Regions from separate parts of the Rattus norvegicus genome. Here all the other regions are linked to region 1. The links are chromatin contacts, called in public Hi-C maps. All regions are on one chromosome and are shown on one strand. The core of a region is the stretch at or near the end of the contact, and the rest is flanking DNA. Distances in the headings are between cores, read along the strand shown. Region 1 holds the start of Btg1 (BTG anti-proliferation factor 1). Region 2 has its middle 100 kb from the start of Plekhg7. Region 3 has its middle 130 kb from the start of Plekhg7. Region 4 has its middle 280 kb from the start of U2l1.

Region 1 (3,559 bases), core at 729-3,228:
GTTTATACTCTGAGTCACTGGGATGGGATTCCCAGTCACAGGGGAAGCAGACAATTCTACTCTCTTCCTAATCCAGACTGAAGGGACTGTTACTGAGAGGGGAAAAGGACAGAACAGGTGGGGAGACGGGTGGTAAAGAGAGATGCAGACTTCTCTACAGCATGAGTACAAGGACAGACTTTTGGTTCTTTATCTTCCGGAATGGTGAGACAAGCCTCCAGTCAAAACTTTGCTATTCCATTTGATTTTCAGGAAGTCCTGACGATTCACAGGGGAAAAAAAAAAAGATGTTACTTGTTGTCTCACTTTATTATCAAAGAAAATCAATACTTTCACGACTTAGTGCTTTCTACAACATTATCTTCAGAGGACTGATTCAGAATGCACGGCTACTAAGTATTGTATATTAATAAGAAATAATGTCTTAATCACCTTTTCAAATCAAGCTCAGTAACCAATCCTCTTGCTTCTCCTCTCTGGCTAGCTCCATATATCTTTAAGTGGTATGGCAACTGTTGACCAACTAAACTCTAAAATATCTATTTCCATCTGGTAGAGTTCAACTTCTGACTCTTGTTTGCTTTTTTCTTCCTGCCTGGACTTCAGTTTTTTCCTCCCTCTCCCCTCTCCTACTTTAATAGAGTTGGGTTAACCCTATTTTGGGCCTAATAGTTTTAGCAGGCTCATGCCTTCCTTCTTTCCAGGCTGTTTTCAAGCAACTTTGCCAGTGAATGAGGGTGTCTAGGTTTAACATTCTGAACAAGGTTCAAGTTTTATTTTTCGTCTGTCTTAATAGCAGCACAACTTTAAAGTTCTGACATTACTTGAACTACAAAAATTTAATAAAAAACAAATTTGGTTGTGTGTATAGTACATATGCATAAAATACATATTATTTTCAAAAACCACCTTCCTTGTTTTGTTTTGAACAGATTCTGTTATATTTTCTTCTGAAATAACAGCCACACCGGCCTTACTTACTACCTGTTTGCCAATTAAACTTTTACAGACACATTTCCACCTTTCCCGGAGCAGTGGGTTCCCGGGTGTCTGCAGCCCCTTAGGGTAATGGCTCGGATTAAGCAGCAGGATAGCTCCTGGGAGCCGGTCCTTCCATTCCCCGCATTCACCGGAGCCCCAGACTCTGCCGCCGCACGCTCCTCCTTCCAGAGCTGCCAGCCAAGCCGTCTGGAGCTGGAATCAGATGTAAAATGGGGTACGCACGGGGCAGGGGCTGCGGAGACCGAACCCCGGTCCTGCCGATCCGGACACACCACCATAATTGAGTCTAGAATCCCAGACCAGAAGCGGGGACCCGGACTGCCGGGTCCCCACTGGCCAGGGTCCGAGGCGGAGTTATCTTGGGGGCGGAGCTTTCACACGCGCCTCCTCGGCCTCTCTCTCCACCCTCCACCGCTCCTGCGTCTCAGGCTGCCACTCGGGGTTTATTTGTTTACAAGCAGATTACGTCAGCTCCTCCCTCTCTTCCCGGCCTCTGGGCACGCCCCCTGGCGGCCCTTCTCCCGCCCCCTCCGGCTCCGAATCTGCCTGCGTCACAATGGTGCGATCTCCGGATTGGCTGGCGTCCTCCCTCACGCTCCAGGTACGCCACTTCCTTTCCGCAGCACTATAAAATGAGCTGCACGGCGGCGGCAGCTCTTCGCCCCTCGGAGCTGGAAATGCAACTCTTGGGATCCTCGGAGGCTACCGAGCTGGAGGCGGAGGCGGCTGGGGAGGTCCGAGCGATGTGACCAGGCCGCCATCGCTCGTCTCTCTCTGTCTCTCCTGCCGCCTCCTGGCTTGAAAATAACTTTTTTACTCTAAAGGAAAGAAAAAAAATCCCCTAGAACCAGTAGCCGTCCGCGCCTCGCGCCCTCGCTTCCTCTCGGCCGTCGGGTCTGGGCGGGAGCCCGGGGTGGCCGCTCCGCCGTCGGGGCCGAGCCCCGGCCGCCCCGGGCCACCCCCGGCCGCCGCCCCCATGCATCCCTTCTACACTCGGGCCGCCACCATGATAGGCGAGATCGCCGCCGCGGTGTCCTTCATCTCCAAGTTCCTCCGCACCAAGGGGCTCACGAGCGAGCGACAGCTGCAGACTTTCAGCCAGAGCCTGCAGGAACTGCTGGCAGGTGAGCGGGTCACGGGACCCGTCGCGGGTCGCCACTAACGGGCGCGTCCCGGTCGTGGCTGGGGGGGGGGGGGCTGGGCGGCAGGGCGCCGCGACACGCACAACAAAGGATCCGAAGCGGTGCGACGCGGAGCTGCGCCCCGACGGCTACCGGCGGGTGGCGGGGAACAAAAGACCCAGGGCCCGGAGTCCGGTCAGTCCCCTCTGCCAGGTCGCCGCGACCGTTGCGAGGGTCGGCGGCTGAGCTCCTGAGTGGCTTGTCGCCGCCGTTCCTCTGACCCGACCCGGCCCGGGACGGACGTGCCAGGGCTCCGCACCTCCTATGCCTCTTGCCCATTAATCATCGGATTTGTCACCGGTACAATTACAACCCAGCCCAGATCTTGGTTTAGAGTTTCTTGGTTTTCTTTCCTTTGGGGTTAACTGACCATAGTGGCGTTGTCTTACTCTTAACCCCCACTAAAGCCATAAAGTCTATTGTATGCGACCCCGTTGGGGTGGAGAAAGTAAACAGGTTCCCGCCCGGTCGCCTGTGCCTTCTAGCTAGTTGGCCATCCCGGGCTGCGCGCGCGATTCCTGTTTTGGCGGCTCAACCGGTCAGTACCCGGACAGTGTTTGCCACACTGCGCTTTTCTCCATTCGGTCTCGCAAGAGCGAATTCAGTCCCGGACATTTGTAAAAGTTGGTGGTTTTGGTTTTCGCTTCTCCAAGAAGCTGACAGGAGGAGGAAAGTAACAGTACAGTACGGCTTAGGTTACTACGGTTCTAAGCATTGTTTCTGTTCTTTCCTTCCACAGAGCATTACAAACATCACTGGTTCCCAGAAAAGCCGTGCAAGGGATCAGGTTACCGTTGTATTCGCATCAACCATAAGATGGATCCTCTGATTGGACAGGCAGCCCAGCGGATTGGACTGAGCAGTCAAGAGTTGTTCAGGCTTCTCCCAAGTGAACTCACACTCTGGGTTGACCCCTACGAAGTGTCCTACAGGATTGGAGAGGATGGCTCCATCTGTGTGCTGTATGAAGCCTCACCAGCGGGAGGTAGCTCTCAAAACAGCACCAACGTGCAAATGGTAGACAGCAGAATCAGCTGTAAGGAGGAACTTCTCTTGGGCAGAACAAGCCCTTCCAAAAACTACAATATGATGACTGTATCAGGTTAAGATATAGTCTATGGATGGATCATCTTATAATGGATGGATAGATTTGATTTTTTGCTTTGGGTGGGCTCCTCTTGGGGATGGATTATGGAATAACCATGTCACAGCTGTGAAGATCTGGCACAAGATAGAGTGGTAATAATTTTTTTTTTTAAAGTGACAGTGCCATAGTTTGGACAGTACCTTTAAGTGATTTAAGTAGCCTGTGAGTCCAAGTAAAGGATCACTTTATTTGGTAGGGAGTGAAGTCGCAGGGTGGTTTCAGTTTCTCC
Region 2 (3,559 bases), core at 760-3,259, 430 kb before region 1:
TATCCTGTCTCCTTTGGGGAGGGGGATCCCATGTCAAGAAATCACATCATCTGCCCATTATTGCAGGAGTCATAGCTCACTGCTGGAGTAGTGTGGGGCTAGAGATAAGCTTTCTCTGGGGGGTTTATTAAGGTCAGTTACCTGATCGGGAAGGTATCAGTCAGGAATAAATCTTTCTGACCTAAAATCAAATGCCATGATTAAAACATCGGGTTGTATAACCCTTCTAGGCCTGATCTCTCTCCTAGACAGAGTGCAGACATTGTGTCCAGTTGTCACTGAGGTTGGTGGGAGAAGGTCGTCTGAGATCCAAGCACCAGAGTGGACTCTGTGGGGTCAGATCTGCCAAGTCACAAAGGCGAAGATGGAGGGGAGGTTAACAAGTCACAGTGACTCGAGTGCTTTTGTAGGTCAGGATGTCAACAAATGCTTACTGAACACCTATGACACATCACTCTTGTGTAAGGATTAAGTCGTATCATCTTTAGTCCTCAGTATAGATCCTTGAGGCCTTATTTTTTTAAGTAGGGAGGCAAACTCTGAGAAGGCCAGTGACTTTGCCAACATGGATGACCCTGATGAGCTATGAGGGACGCAACCTGTAACTTTCTTCCCGAAGCTCAAATCTCCTGGCATACCTGATAGCCACTAAGGATGTCTGGTTACACCCAAGTAGAGTTAAAGTTGTTACTCGCATTCGAGAATCAGTCACCAAGACTTTTTATTCTGTGATATGGGCACTGCCTTCACAGTAAAAGAGAGTCTTTAGATAAAGGGATAGATACACGTTTTGGTTTTGGATGTGCTTTATGGAAAGTGTAGCAAACATATGGGCGCACGGGGACACAGGACAATGACAATGAAGTCAGCAGCAGAGGAAGTTGTAGAGTTATACTAGTAAATATGACAAGAGTTGTTCCTCGCCTGAATAGTTAATATGCCAGGACATGGAGGCTCCATGTTTTAAAGAACTGATTGATACTTTTGAGTTTTATAGTTACCAATGCTGAGAAGGCCATGTTCCGTCAATATACAATCTGAAACAGAGAAGTGTATGTAAGACCCGTTGTCAAGCTTGTTGGAAGTCCTGTCTGAGACACAAGCTAAAAGTAACTAATTTATCAGTATTGTTTAGGCGCTCACTGCTAACTTGGATAGCAATCCTCACAATCAAATGTTCGAACACAACATGATCCTCATGAGACACTTCCTGGTTGAGGCAAGTTGATGGAACATCTCCGTTTTCTATAATTAAGCTGCTACACTTCTAGAAGAGCACAAAGCTACTGTGTGTAAAGTAAACACACTGCGTAGTCCGTAGCCTGCCATGTGTCTGAGCATGATGTCTCTGGATAGTGGATGGGAGGAGTGATGGCATATACAGGGCACAGGCGTGTCTCAAGCTGGGGCCACACAGCTGTGCAGGGTAACACAGGTGAGCCTAGACCGAAGCACTTTGGAACTGTTACACAATTTAGGTTGAGTTTATCTTTGGTCATCGCACATTCAGGAGTTTTCTGCTATTGTCACTCTCTTTGGAGCGGTCACCTTCAGTTAAGTGACCCTGTAGTGGGGGTCATTTCAGTTTAAGAAGCTGGCTTTGTAACATATTTAAATATGGGCACAGTATTCACCAGTGCAAAGGCCTAGTGACAAGAGAACATTTTTACATTGTTCATCCCAGTACTGTAGTGGTGTGGGAAGCTGCTTTTTAATGAAAGTTATTAGAAATACTGACTTTCATATTATATATATGTATATTTATAAAATATGTGGGTATCTATAGCATATATTTTGCTGCCTTCAAACAACCACTTATGTCAAAGCAGAAACAGAAAAAAAAAAAAAGAAGAAGAAGAAGAAGAACAAAACAACATTGAGATTTTCCCAAGCATTTACAAACATGTCGAACAGCCTGGGACTTTCTGGGATCCTGTACGAGCCCTGGTCTGTGACCTAAGGTAACATTTTTGTTTGGTACAGTTCATATCTTCTGAGTGAGTCTGTCACATATTCAGAGCACTGGGACACCCCCAGGGGAGGCTTGTGCTGAATGAATAACTTAGTCAGGCAAAGAATGGCCACTGTAAAACCATTCCTTAGCGCGGGCTTCTGGCAGGGCCAAGTGTTACTTTAGGATTTAAGGAAGTATATTGGAGTCTTGTATGTGGTATGCTTCAAACATTTCTTTCCTTAAAAAGGACTAAAACCCACTGTTCTTTTCTCTCTCTCTCTCTCTCTCTCTCTCTCTCTCTCTCTCTCTCTCTCTCCCCTCTCTCTCTCTCTCTCTCTCTCTCTCTCTCTCTCTCTCTCTCTCTCTCTCTCTCTCTCCTGTTTGTCTCATTTCCTTCTCCATCCACCCCCTTTCCCTCCTCTCCCCTCCCCCCACTTCCTCTTCCCCTCCCCCGCCTCCTCCTTTCCCTGTTGTGACTTAAGTTCTTCTGCAATTAACATCCCATCTCTGCCAGCAGAGGGCACTGTTTGCGCGTTTAAGCAGAAGTCTCGGCTTTGTCTTTCCAGTGTGAACAGTCTCTGAGTCACAGGCAGGCCAGCTATTTGACCAGCAAGATGCTGGTGAGAAGGCCAGCCTGGGTGGTAGTGTTTCAGCATCATTTTGCAGAACATTTCCTTTGTTGCTTGGAGAAATGTTCGTTGCAAATACACTTGTAGTTCCCGGTGGAAAATATATATGTTTTGAACGTGAGCGAAGGCACTGGTGTGGAGTCACTCGGCATCTAAATATCACAAGTGCTTCGTTAGGGTGTCGGATTCTGGAGGTATCCGCACCAGAGTAGCTCAGCTCGCTGCAGGGGCGTCATGAATAATTTCTGTAGCAGCTGATGACATCATAAAGCAATCAGGCATTCCCTGCACCCTGTAATCGATGAGCTTAGATGTCTTGGGATGGAAGGGTGGAAAGACACTTTTCCTCTCACTGGGTTTGAGCATTTTGGAATTAGTCAGTGGCTGTTCACGAAAATAAAGCAAGTCACGTTCAGCTTTCAATCCATTGTGGAATATTTTCTTGAGAGTTGCATATACATCGTTTATAATATTGAATTATATATTTTGTAGTGGGGGCTGGGGATTTAGCTCAGTGGTAGAGCACTTGCCTAGCAAGCGCAAGGACCTGGGTTCGGTCCCCAGCTCCGGAAAAAAAGAAAAAAAAAAAAAAAGAAAGAAAAAATTTAAATATATTTTGTAGTGGAATTGAGGTACTTTTGTATTTTTATAGCAATTATTAAAAAAAATTAATCGAAGTATAGATGAGAACCACGCACTCTAACAATGAAAGTCACGATTAGGCAGACAGCGACTGTTCCATTCCTCCCTTCTCTGGCCTCAGTGTCTCTCTCTGCTCAGGTGTAACTTTTTAATTCTGGAACCTGTTTTTTACTTACCCACTCCATCTCTGAAATAGTCAGCTTGTCTTGCTGGTCTCTAAGCTACTACCTTTAGGTGTTAGCTATAGTTTGATTGAAGCATGAGTATGTTGCCCAGGGTTGTGTGCTAAACCTCGGTCACCAGTGTGGTAATGCTGGAGATGGGCACCTTTAAG
Region 3 (3,559 bases), core at 661-3,160, 400 kb before region 1:
AATACCCTTTGCTCAATCCTGTCTAATCATTACAACAACAGTCAAACAGTCAACAGTCAAAGCTAATGACAGAAAGTAGGTTTATAGGGCAGTCACCCTGCCTGCTTGGCACAAAAGACCTAGTCCCAGAAGGAAAAAAAAGATTTAAACAATTATGTGAACCTTGGTGTAGCTAAGGGAGTGGTAGTGGCTTGGGGAATTTCAAAATCATGATTTTTTTTTTTAAGAATCAGATTGAGTCAACATTTAAATGTGTAAGCAGTATGGGAAGGCTGGTGTTATCTAAAAGACTGAATAAAGCTTCAACCTCTTTTTTTTTTTTTTAAGATCAAGCTTAGATTCTCCCAACATTTCCTCTGTGTGTCCGTCCATCAAGAACACTGAAGGAGCTCCTTTTAAAGTTAAATTCTTTGTATTCAATATTTACCAAGCACTTTCTGGGTTCTTAGTGTTGACTTGGCTGTGAAGAATCACAGATATATGGGAACTGAATGACAGTTGTCTATGTGATTATGAATCCCTGTGTTATAGTCTGTTTAGAGCCTGATTTCCAAACTTGGATACTCAATGAAGACCCTCTCAGAACGAACTGCCTAAGAACTATCTTAAGAACTATGCCTAAGAACTATCTTAAGAACTTGTTAAATATACAGGTGGTGTAAGGACCCCCCAGCCCAGGAATTCTAGTTGGATGGATCTACAAAAGCATTGGGAGGTTTTGCACTATTATCTTAGCTACGGTGTTGTATAAAGCAAGCTCCCAGTGCTATGCTACTGGTGTAGTAACTGGGAACCTCTCCTGGGATGTGAGACACATTCTCAGGTCACTGCAGTGCTGAGCTTGGGAAAGACAGCTTTAGTTGCAGTCCTAAAGTAATGTCTGCCCCTATTCCCATTGGATTCCTTGTTTTTTAAGGAATAATAGCTTACTTTTTAAAAAAAGATGTGTGGGTGTATGTGTTCGTGCCTGTGCATATTCGTATAAATGCAGTACCCTCGAAGGCTGGAATGGGGCATCAAATCCCCCTTGCGAGCCCCCGGCCATCGCTTCTGGAAGCTGAACTCAGGTCCTGTGTAAGAGCAGTGTGTGCTCTTAGCTGCAGGGCCATCTCCCCAGCCCATAACAGTAGCTTTGTAAAAACAAAACAAAACAAAACAAAACAAAAAACAAAAAAGCAAAGAACGAACAAACAAACAAACTAATAAAAACCTCCATTCATTTCTACATTTGTTTCATCATTTTAGATAATGGGCTTGAGCAATTGAAGATGGGAAGAGTTGAGCTGTCATTCTTTCTATGTGTATGGTTTATTTGACTTCTTCATCATATTCTGCTAACAGACACATGTATATCTTCCCCCCAGACTGCAAGCTTGCGCACATGACAGGTGCTGGCAAAGTACTCAAGACTTATTAGTGAATGGAATATCTGGATCCTGTGCCTGCCCAGCCCAGTTTCCTGTTTCTTTCATGACAATGTGGCTCATCGCCTCCCTAAGTGTGTGTTGTTAATATGGAGTCTACTGATCATACTTGCTCTCTTTGTAACTTCATAAGTTTACCCAATGGCAGAGTTTAGGGGTTTGGGACATTGGCATACAGCAAAGACCAGAAGTCGTCCCCCCACCCCCCAGAAAGTCAATCTTGCGTTTTGCAAAAAAAAAAAAACCAAAAAAACAAAAACAAACAAACAAAAAAAAACCCTGGAAGTGATCAAGTTCAAACATGATTCTCAATTTGTTATTTTCTCATCACTTTTTGTTCTGTGCAAACACATGGCTTGGCATAGATGCAGTGTGTTCCTCTCATTTGTCCAATCCAGAAACCTAATCCCTCTGCCTCCCATGGCTGTGCAGTCACTCCAGAGTGACCTTGGGGAGGGTATTATTTACACTTGACTGAACCTGGGACTCTTGCTCTGAGCCCAGAGAAGGGACTAGAAAAACCTGCAGAACCAGCTCAGCCACTTCAGACTATAAACAAGCGGTCCAATGGGAAAAGGGGCAGAGATTACTTTAGGACTGCAATTAAAGCCTTTCCCAAGGCTGTCAGCACATCTGGCTGAGCAGTGGCCTGAGAATGTTGCTCACGTCCCCGGAGAAGTTGTCGGTTACTATGACAGTAATGTGGTACTGGGTGCTTGCTTTACACAAACTGCAGTGGATTTTTATTCAATGTACCTTGCTTTATCAAAACAACATTTTTCACACATGTACACAGGCCTACTAATGTATAGATACATACTTTCCATAGTCTATGTATAGAAAGAGTGGAAAGTCTAATGCTAGAGTCTCGTTAGAGGCAACAAAATTAAACAGCCTTTGAAGGTTAATTTGACTGAGGGCGAACACTGGGGAAATAAACAAGAAGGACCATTTGGATAACGAATGTAGGCTGTAATGGTATCATTTTTCTATTGGTGGCGCAAACCTACACTAAATAAAATTTTCACTGTAATCATTTGGGAGACACAGAAGAAATAGGCATCATGCTTTCTGCCCTTTCATATTTGAGGAGAGAGGACAATGTATATTTTATTGAATGAATTAGTGAGATATGTATAAAAAAATAATGAATTGGCTAGAGAAGATCCAATGTTGCTCTTGCAGAAGACCTGGCTTCAGTTCTCAGCACCCACACTGTGGCTCATAACACCTCCCTGTCACTCCAGCTCTGGAAGATTTGACTTAATCTTCCGACCTCTGCAGGTGCCCAGGCACACATGTGTTGAGCATATATGTACATGCTGGCCAAAGAGTCACGAACATACTGTAAAACAAATAAATCTAAAATCAATGGTGATTTTAGATGAATGAGATAAATATCAGCTTTAATTCAGAGGAGAGGGTTTTCAAGAGGGAGGGAAAAGAGGAAGTCAGCTTGTGTCTGACAGATTTAGAGGACAGTGAAGAGAGAAGGCCTTACAGCATCAAGGCTTACCCTCAGAGGCAACCAATGAAGTGAGCTGTCTTCGGGGGGCATAACAGCACCTCAGCTAAGGAGCGGGGCAGAAGTGCTTCTGGGAAGATGAAAAGAAAAAAAGGGCATGTCTAAACAGTGGTTCTCAACCTGTGGGCCAACACCCCTTTGCAGGTTGCATATCAGCTCTACTTCATATCAAATATTTTCATTATGATTCCTAGCAGTAGCAAAATTACAGCTATGAAGTAGCAGCAAGAATAATTTGATGATTGAGGGTCACCACAACACAAGGAACTGTATTAAAGGGTCGCCCCACTAGGAAGGTTGAGAATCCCCGGTCTAGCCTCTGCCGGCTTGTCTAAAGGCCAAAGGAAGTCCTGAGTGAATTTGTGTTGTTGACGTGGACACATCCATGTCAAGGACCTTAGTGCCTCAGCCCCATGGGAGTGACAAAGACATCCCCAGCTGAGGCTAAGCAAGGATTTCCTTGGGTCTGAGTGGAAATGTTCATAATGCCTGCAGAAAATGCTCACTGTAGCTTTTTCCCCACAGATGTTTGTCACCCAAAGACCGATCCCTCCAGAGATGGCTCCTATGGAGACTAGTTAACCCTACTCCTTGTTCGTATGTATATATA
Region 4 (3,559 bases), core at 375-2,874, 330 kb after region 1:
CCAACTTCCGTGCTGTCAAGCTTGGACCTCGTCCCGATGGCCATTTTGTTTCAGGTGACTTTATGCCAACTTTTCCATGTTTTTTCTCTTGTTTTCATCCTGTTAGAATTCAGTTACTGAATTTTACATTAAAATAATGATTTTTTTTTGCTGGCATCGAACAGTGGCAGGCATAGCTGCCCGAATTCAGGGGGAAAATGCCTGTCATTTACCTCACATAACTTTATACATCTTGATTCAGACAATTAAAAATGTAAGACTTGAAGCCTGGAATCTCATTTCAGTAGAGTAGTTGTGCTCTTTGCGAATATAATTCAGACAGTGTGGTCTTCTTTGATCACTGACCAAACTCAGCAGATGTAACTGAGGCGCTAAAAACATTAGCGCTCCTGTATATGTCCTTGTATACAGAGGTATTAGCATGGGGTGGTTCACAGATACCACAGGTTAGTCTAGGAATACATTTATGTGCTTTGCTCCAGCACCTGTATCTACAGAAAAGCAGTTTTTCCGTCTTTGGGTCTTTCATACAAATGGATTGATTTTCTGCAGATGGCATGTTTCACACAAAGGATATAGCTCAGTTAAGAGGCTGGTTTCTTGGCACATAGCATGGATGCCCAGGACCCCATAAACCAGACCTGTTTCAGGACACTGCCTGGCGTCCCCAGACTCAGGAGGGTGTGAGTGCGCCGGAAGGCAGAGATTCAGGGTCATCTGCTTTAAACCAAGTCAATGCCAGTCCAGGAAACAGGAGATCCTGTCTCAAAGAAAGAAAAACACGTTCTCTATAATATTGTAAAATTTCATCGCAAAATCTTTAAAACTTCAGGGTAGAGGTGATTGCTTACCAGTGCTCAGCCTTGCCAGTCCCAGAGCTAGGCAGTAAATATTTGGTGAAAGGATGAGTGTCCTCCCGTTAGGCAATGAGGTTGCTTTAGCAATCGGATCCCTTAAATGGCATTATTTACTTGCTGAAAATGTGTTTTCTATATTGGCTAAGTTGTTTAATTTACATAGGCCTGCTGCCACACTGCCCTGTCACAGATCCACTGCAGAGCGTGCCCACAGCCTTTCTGACCTTCTCGCATCTAGAGATGTTGAGAAGCAAAGCCAGCTGTATCCATTTTGATTTCACAGCCCAGCCCAGCCCTGCCCCACCCCGCCCCTCTACCTCTAAATTGCAATTCTTTGATTTTCAATGCAGAGATGACATGCCCCAGCCTGGTCTGTGATTCCATAAATGCTTTAGCTTTAGGTTATAAACAGACTCAAGTGGAGTCTTGTCTGCCTGTTTACTGGACTGTTTTAGAGGCTGCTCAAATCCAAATGGCCAGGGGGAGGAGATGGAAACTTAATGTGTTTCAGGCTTCAGCGCCTGAAGGTAAGGGAGACACTGGGTTTCCCATTGCAGGTGAGCAGAAAAGACCTTTGAGCCTAAGCCATCCTGTTTTTCCCCAGTAAATATATATCATACTCAAATGACAGGTTTTCTGTCAAATACTGAATGAGACCCGCCTATCCAGGGAAGTTGAGCAATTCTTTGCTTGTTCAATACTTTAATCCTCAGCTCAGTTAAACAGAAGCTCCGGCACACAGGACAGAAAGTACAGCAAACATTGGGCATGCCAAACATGATGGGACTTTTTTGCTGGCATCACTCTGCCCTTCACCACTCCCCACTGGAAGAACGAGTTTTAAAGTTCTTTCTCTTGCCCAGGAAGCTGTTATTCTTATGGCAAAAGGCTGAGATCAATCACTATGCCAGATCCACGTCATTTGAAAGCATGACACAAGGGCAGGGATTAAGTTGAAATTTTAAGATGTAAAGTGTTATAATGTGAAGGAATTGGTACTTGTTGACTATATCCAAGGATGGTTGATGTACTTGGCATTTTCCAAACAATGTAATTCATTTATGATTACTTATGAATGGGAATCGGAAAGTTTTGAGTTGGGCTCTATGTTAGACACTGAAAGGAAAGAAAATGAATTGTCCTTAAGAAGTCTGCAAAGAGCTAGAGAGGCTCAGTGGGAAAGGTGCCTGCAGTGCCAGCATAGAGACCGAAGAAGAATCCGTATGAAGAACCCCAGAGTGGTGGTACAGGCTTGGCATTCCAATGCTGGGGAGGCAGAGACAGGTGGATGCCTGAGGCTCATAAGCTAGTCATCCTAACCTAGTCAGTGAGTCCCGGGTCAGTGAGAGACTGTCTCATAAAATGGACAGCTCCTGAGGTGTAATACCTGAGGCTGTTCTTTGTCTTTCACATGCACATACATCTGAACTCGAACAAATACAAACAGATGCACAACTCAACAGGTTCACATAGGTCAACATTGTACCCAGGAGAGCATCATGGAATGAACATACAATAAGTTTTTGTGTCATTGTATTATCACTGTGTCTCAGCAATGTCCCCTTATGTCCTCATTAGTTTTTGTTGTTGTTGTTGTTGTTGTTGTTGTTGTTGTTGTTTTGTTTTGTCACCTACACACAACCTGGATTCCCGAGGGAAGGGGGATTCTCAATTGAAATTTTGCCTTGATCAGATTGGCCTGTGAGCATGTCTGTGGTGGACATTGTCCCAGTGGATGATTTATATGGGAGGACCCAGCCTGTTATGAGGAGCACCATCTCTAAGCAACTGGTCCTGGGATGCATACAACAGCTAGTTGAGCCTGAGCCAGAGGGTGAAGCAACAGGCATTCGTTTGTTGTTTCTACTTCAGTTCCTGCCTTTACTACCCACAATGATAGACTGCCACTTAAAACTTTAAGATGAAATAAAGCCTCTCCTTTTGTGTTGGCTTTGGCTAGAGTGACTTATTGTAGAAACAGAATGAAAAAGTGATCCTGCCAGTAGGAAGCAGGAAAGGACATTAGACAAGAGTGTCAAGTACCAAGCACCCGTGGCATAAAAAAAATAGCCAATTCAATGATAGAAGTGCTGAGATTTTTCTTAGAAAAGCAGGACATGTTTGGCTGGAGAAGCATCCAATCCATGGTAGTGGAACCAGACCAACTCATCTGGCTCTGGTCTGTAGTACAACAGCTCCAGGCAGAGTTGCTGGGGAAGATTATGCAGCCAAAACGAGATAGATAGTAGTGTCAGCAATCAAGTGGAAATGGCCCACGGGAGCTGCAAGTGATCTTTAGAGTAACATGGCAGCCATGGTCACCCTGCAGAACAGCAGGCGTCCTAGTAGGTCTAGACATGGCTATGTCAGGTGGGACACTTGTGGTACATAGTTAAGCACAATTGGACATAACTGAAAGACAGGAAGCCTGAGGACCGGCTAGGAAGCTATTGTAGAATGCCAAGAGTAGGTGACAAGGACCTGAAACAAAGCAATATTGAAGAGGTCATGTTCAAAGATGCTTAGGAGACAAAAGGCATTATTTTTTGGTGGGCAATGAGTATGGAGAAGGGAAGAAGATGGAGAACATGCTTAAAGAGACCATCATCCGAGATGTGGGCTGTATATGGAGCCTGCAGCTGGCAAATTCTCATCCAGTAGCTAGGGCACGACTCAAGTAGTACAGAGTGAAAGCATCATCC

The links. Hi-C and Micro-C count contacts between places; a contact is called where the count stands out from the background.
Region 2: a Hi-C map of Schwann cells shows a contact between it and region 1, with 10 times the contacts expected there. The contact joins the enhancer-like site here to the promoter of Btg1 in region 1. A contact is called at or near these places in 9 of 12 Hi-C or Micro-C datasets (the A7r5 cell line, the Rat2 cell line, Schwann cells and 6 more) and 1 of 1 datasets of contacts at active chromatin or transcription factors (oligodendrocytes).
Region 3: a contact with region 1 is called in a Hi-C map of kidney, with 2.4 times the contacts expected there. The contact joins the enhancer-like site here to the promoter of Btg1 in region 1. A contact is called at or near these places in 2 of 12 Hi-C or Micro-C datasets (the Rat2 cell line and kidney).
Region 4: a Hi-C map of liver shows a contact between it and region 1, with 5 times the contacts expected there. The contact joins the enhancer-like site here to the promoter of Btg1 in region 1. A contact is called at or near these places in 8 of 12 Hi-C or Micro-C datasets (the A7r5 cell line, Schwann cells, hepatocytes and 4 more).

What each region holds. Positions count from the first base shown.
Region 1 is chr7:33,226,171-33,229,729 of GRCr8, forward strand. Btg1 (BTG anti-proliferation factor 1) reads left to right here and starts at 1,979. Exons shown (of 2, transcript NM_017258.2): 1 at 1,979-2,126; 2 at 2,923-3,559. The coding sequence starts at 1,979. The coding sequence ends at 3,290. It overlaps LOC102550725 (a long non-coding RNA gene), which reads right to left and starts at 1,455. Exons shown (of 3, transcript XR_005486879.2): 1 at 985-1,455; 2 at 151-258.
Region 2 is chr7:32,793,387-32,796,945 of GRCr8, forward strand. No RefSeq gene overlaps it. Among named protein-coding and RNA genes, the nearest start is that of Plekhg7, 100 kb to the left of the region's middle. Within about 2 kb of position 2,010, at least 15 of the 93 cell types and tissues checked have an H3K27ac peak or open chromatin away from gene starts, as enhancers often do. A contact at or near this core is called in the A7r5 cell line, Schwann cells and liver, where this site is marked.
Region 3 is chr7:32,822,986-32,826,544 of GRCr8, forward strand. No RefSeq gene overlaps it. Among named protein-coding and RNA genes, the nearest start is that of Plekhg7, 130 kb to the left of the region's middle. Within about 2 kb of position 1,911, at least 10 of the 93 cell types and tissues checked have an H3K27ac peak or open chromatin away from gene starts, as enhancers often do. A contact at or near this core is called in kidney, where this site is marked.
Region 4 is chr7:33,554,062-33,557,620 of GRCr8, forward strand. No RefSeq gene overlaps it. Among named protein-coding and RNA genes, the nearest start is that of U2l1, 280 kb to the right of the region's middle. Within about 2 kb of position 1,625, at least 4 of the 93 cell types and tissues checked have an H3K27ac peak or open chromatin away from gene starts, as enhancers often do. A contact at or near this core is called in hepatocytes and liver, where this site is marked.